2 separate regions of the Acanthopagrus latus genome follow, and region 1 is linked to region 2. Evidence: chromatin contacts called from public Hi-C data. All regions are on one chromosome and are shown on one strand. The core of a region is the stretch at or near the end of the contact, and the rest is flanking DNA. Distances in the headings are between cores, read along the strand shown.

The links. A called contact is a pair of places that touch in the nucleus more often than the background predicts.
Region 1: a Hi-C map of muscle shows a contact between it and region 2, with 5 times the contacts expected there. The contact joins the promoter of sema4ab here to the promoter of eepd1 in region 2. A contact is called at or near these places in 3 of 4 Hi-C or Micro-C datasets (liver and muscle).

What each region holds. Positions count from the first base shown.
Region 1 is chr3:26,267,235-26,269,934 of fAcaLat1.1, forward strand. sema4ab (semaphorin-4A) reads right to left here and starts at 1,380. Exons shown (of 15, transcript XM_037092522.1): 1 at 1,104-1,380.
Region 2 is chr3:26,097,050-26,099,749 of fAcaLat1.1, forward strand. It overlaps eepd1 (endonuclease/exonuclease/phosphatase family domain-containing protein 1), which reads left to right and starts at 1,329. Exons shown (of 8, transcript XM_037093750.1): 1 at 1,329-1,540; 2 at 1,724-2,648. The coding sequence starts at 1,801.

The sequences.
Region 1 (2,700 bases), core at 130-2,629, 170 kb after region 2:
TCACTTAGAAGAAGTTAAGAGGCCATGCTACAAAGACCATGTGACTCACACAACTTTCTATACCAACATTGATTGTTCAAGTTACTGCATGTATATTTTTGATCCAGCAGATTTGGTCACACTTTCATTAGACCTATATTAAATGAATTACCGAACCAAACTTCATGAATGTTTTAGTGACAAAGTAGTATGTGTTCCACTCATTCCATCTCAGACACATGAGAGCAGTAGTAATCATTGGAACTGAAGACTGACATTATGTACATGTTCATGTTGACTGTATATGGGATGTGTATAAAGCATTCAGCTATCATGATGCCCCAGTGTAAAGACTTGCCAGTGGCCTTACACAGTATATTTCTTTTCAAGTTTGACTCATGCACTGCACTCTGAGTAAGTCTATGTTTACTGACTGATGCTAATGTATGCTGAAGCCTTCAGTTGTTGTACTAGTGTGGAAAAAACAAATAAGCTATGGAAATGTGAGGTCAAGTATCCAATACCAGTTTACTAGATGGCTGTGCTCCACTAGTTAACGCTCACTGGCTGCTCATGACGCATGCAGGCACCAGTTAAACAGGCCTATGCAAGTAAACCTGCCGCCACATGTCAGCAACACACGCAGGCATACTAACGGGTATCATTTGTTACGGATTACTTTTGCCACTGTAATACACTGGGAGAGATTCAACATAGCTTTAGCTTTGTTCTCTTTGTTTAGCAGTAACTGTTATGCCATTCCTTGCTGTACAGTGTTGTGTTGTGGCACTGTGTGGGTCCTGTGTAGCATTAGCTAAGGTGTCAGTAATGGTAAGACAGAGCGGCACCAGCAGAGAGCCAGTTCACAGCTGTGACCAAGACTCAAACACAAACTAAACGCCCATGAAACGCGTTGAAGTTGAGCTCAGGCTCAAACCTGCTGCTAACAGTACTACAACAGATTATAGTCCAGTATTCAAACAGTGATCCTGTGGCTTCACCTTTATGGTGCTCAGAAGTCATTTTCAGGTTATGCAATAGGACGAAGTCAAACATAGCAGAGGCGTTTTTCAGCCAATCTTAAAGGACTAAATGGTGTAGGAAATGTGAGACAGTTCTCTTACATTATGTGGGTTTTTTCCTTCCCTCCTCTTCTTCTTTTAACGCCAAGAAGGAAATTCCGCCTTCTGCCCATCTGTCTTTGCATCGATGAAAACTGTACAGAAAAAAACGTGACCGGTGATGGAAAACGCTGACCGAGGGTTAGGATCGAGCCATTACTATAACAACAAAGCCCAAGAGGAGCCTCCTCCCATCTGCAGGTCCAACAGGCGTCAGCCTCCACCTACAGGACAGCTACACACATCACAGCCATCTGAAGAGAAGGGCCGTTAAGACTTCCTTAGAACCCAAGCACAACCTACTTAACACCTTCTACTCATACTACTTCACTGCAGTGACTCCAAAAATGAAAGCCCATTAATGTGAGAATGAGCTGAACTCCCACCCCTCCCTGTTTCCCCTATTGGACCTTGACGTTCCAAGTCAATAAAGTCTCATTCTGTGATCAAACCAATGAGACCTAAAATACCTCATTATAAAGACTATACAGACAGTAGTCTCATTAGTGACGTCGTCTCCTTCAACGCCCGACAAACCCCTTTCTTAAACATTGTAGAGCCGCTGCTGTAAATTAGCAGCTCTCAGAGTGTCAGAGTGTCCGCCTGCATACATAGATAGCATTTGAAATAATGCAGCAGTTTGAAGCTTTTATTATATTTATTCTATAGAATTTTTTTTATCTCTCAGAGTTGAGCAGAGCTCAGAACTGCAGGTTTCCATCAGGAGATGACGACTATCAGATGGGATTTAAAATCCTGAAAAAGTAAGTAGAATTCGAGTTAAGGTCATTTTGTCAAACTCCTATTTCTAAGTTCAATAATGAACAGTGATGCTTTGACACATTGGCTTTGAAATGAATACAAATGAGATAAAACTTAGTCTTAGTTTTTCACATAGTCGCTCTAGATCCACTTGTTCTCATGGAATGCAAACGATGGAAAATGAGGACAGGTTTTCAACCACATGATAATGATGTCACCCCTGAAGTGTATTTTAACTTGTCCAAAACATTTTGTTTTTCAAAAATTGCGGGACCTTGTCTCACACAGGCTAAAAAACACTATGAATGTTCTGTGATGAAAACATCAGTTGTTTCCCATCATCCAATGTGCTGGAGTACAGAGCTGCACTTCATTTTAATTTTAATTTTAATTAATCTTAAATTTAGAGTTGCTTTTATTTATGAATATCCCAGCCATCCCCTGCCTGAGACTTTGCAGAAATTAATGTTTGTATGGCTGGTACTGTATGAGGGTTGTGGAGTGTTGGTATTTCTGTTGACCTTTTAAAAAAGTATCCTTGCTTAGAAAGAAAGAAAGGCCACATATCTTATCTCATAAGAATTACATATTTGAGAAATTATGGTGTGTGCTTCACACATCTGGTTTGAGTGCTGAATCACTGATAGTGGTCGGATTGCTGAGTAAAGTTGCAGTAATTTTTCAAGTTTGTGCAGGATGTCACCTCACTATTACACTCTGAATGGTCTTGATGGCAAATTGATTGACTTTTGGGTGAGAGAACATCTTCAAGACCTTCAAGCAAGTCCAGTTTCTTTCATTAAGAACTCTGATATTGATTTACTTTTGTATGTACTGC
Region 2 (2,700 bases), core at 79-2,578:
ACCCACTCAGGAGGACCCTTTATATAACACCCCATCAACTGGACCCTAGTGGATTGATTAGATTACATCAAAAGACATTTGATTTTCTGAATCACCTTTTGAAAATTGCTGGTGTGGCATATTAAATATTATAACCTTCGACCATTGCATGAAACTAATACACTATTTTCACTGAAATCAACATGCACATGTTTGTTGGTCCCACAGTGTGTGTATGAACATATAACTTGTCTTCTTGTGTCTGTGTTTCATATTTTGGTTTGCACAGAATACATTAAAAGCCATTTGATCTGTGACCAGAAAAGAGAGACTGTTATGTTTATGAATTTTTCAACACCTCTACAAAAGAGAGAAAGCACAAAATCAATGGACAATCGTGGGCTTTGTTGATTAAGAATGAAATCAAAGCATGCAGCTTATCTGAAATTATAATACTGAGATAATTCAATCAGGCAGAAGCAGGGCAGACGGAGCCATACTGGTAATTACATCCTTCTATTGATGTGGGCCACAATCAAACACTGAATGAGCTGACCATTTTTTCCCCTTGTTTTAATTCTATAAATCGTCTTTGAAAGCTATAACTGTCAAAAACTGTGTTCCCAATGGGGAAGAACCCTAAATCTGAGTAAATAGTTCCCCAGAAGTGACCTGAATTAGTGTGTGTGTGTGTGTGTGTGTGTGTGTGTGTGTGTGTGTGTGTGTGTGTGTGTGTGTGTGTGTGTGTGTGTGTGTGTGTGTGTACCTTGCCCCAGCTGCTGCTGATGAGGAGGCACTCAAATTTTAGAACAGGAGAAAGTTTCAAAATAAAAGCTGGACTGACACGAACTTTTTTTTTCACTAGGTTATCAGTCTGTCCCACCCACCACAATAGGAACATACAATAGATAGATGTAAGGGAAATATTACATGTTCAAGAAATACGGTTGTAAAATGTCTTTTTTCTTTTCTTTTTTTTTGTTTTAAGTTTTTCTCTGCTTTTTTCAGCCTAAAGAATTATTCCCAACCACATCATCACAACAGTTTTTTAATCAGGGAAGGCAAATTGCACAGGAAATAAATGAATACAAAAATGTTCATAATGTGCGCCTTACATTCCCTTATTCATTAATTTATTAAGTCATTTAGATTCTCGAATGAAGCACACTTGAAAAGATGCATGACAGATTAAATAAAGAATGACATTTTGTATGACTTGTATAGCCTAGACTACAATAACAGAAACATAACCGTTAAAGAATACTAAATGTAAATGTGGACAATCCCAATCGCTTTATTAATTTAGGATGCTTTTATTTTGAAGATTTCCGGTATTTGCATGTCTGAATATTTGTGACTTGAAACGCGTTGTGAGCCATATCGGTGTGAGTGCTAGCGTCTCCCTGTCGGACGAGGGTGTGTAGAGGCCGACCTGTGGACAGCTACACAGCGAGCTGTCACCGGGCAAAGTTTATCGTGGAGCCTACTTGTCCAGCTCTTATCTCCCCTGAGGACACACAGAGAAAGACGGGCAGCAGGAGAGCAAAGAGACGCCGAGCCGGTATGTGACATACATGCAGCATGTAGCCACGATTGAGCCTGACAACCGCAGTGTGGTGCCGATGTTCGATATCCTTTGACATGAAGCAGTCTCTTATAAAAGGAAGGAGGAGGTGTCTGTGTGTACGACTGTGTGAACCTGTGTGACTGTCACTTCTGTGTTCTCCATGTTTGCTTCTTTCAGCCTGTCCTCTCTGTCGTGGCCCGCTGTCTGCTCCTGTCCTCTTTACTCATCCGAGCCCCCGGTGACCCGCTGGAGCCATGGGTGGGAGTCTGGGCTGCCACCGCTCCATCCCCAAGGACCCCACAGACTTCAGCTGCGGAAAGCGCAAATTCAGCGCTGCGTGTAACTTCGGCCACATTCTGGTGAACCAGGAGCGGCTTAACATCAACACAGCCACCGAGGAGGAACTCATGACTCTACCGGGAGTCAACCGCACTGTTGCGCAGAATATCGTTGAGTACCGGGACTGTATCGGGGGGTTTAAGAAGGTAGAGGACCTGGCTCTGGTGAGCGGTGTCGGTGCCACCAAACTGGAGGTGATCAAACTAGAAATATGCGTCTCCAGCAGGACAAGTTCGTCCCAGCACTCTCCGTCCTCCCTGCGAAAAGATCTGGATCACCTGTCCTGTACCGGGATGAACATAAACACGGCGACCCCGGCGCAGCTCATGAGCATCCGAGGTATTACGGAGAAAATAGCCAAGAACATCGTAGCGTACCGGGCGGATCATGGCCCGTTCAAAAGCATCGAAGACCTGGTGAGGGTCCATCACATCAACAGCTCCCTGCTGGACAAAATCCGCTTCCAGGTGTTCGTGGAGCGATCCAGGGCGCCATCTACCAACACCAACGGGGGGCTGACTTGCACCACCAAGTCCCACCCCAGCCCGACTTCATTCAGTCTCATGATCGACGACCTGGACCTCCCGCCTGGGGGACCGACCCAGATCATCTCTGTGCGTCCCATCGTGGAGCCCCCGCCAGCCCTGCGTGACGGGAAGCCCGTGGTGCGCCTGGGCACCTGGAGCCTGCAGGGCTGCTCCTGCGATAAGGCCAACAACCCTGGAGTCAAAGAGGTGGTGTGCATGACCCTGCTGGAGAATGAGTGAGTACAACTTAACTGTTCTCATTCCTGTTGTCTAAAGTGTGTTTTGAAA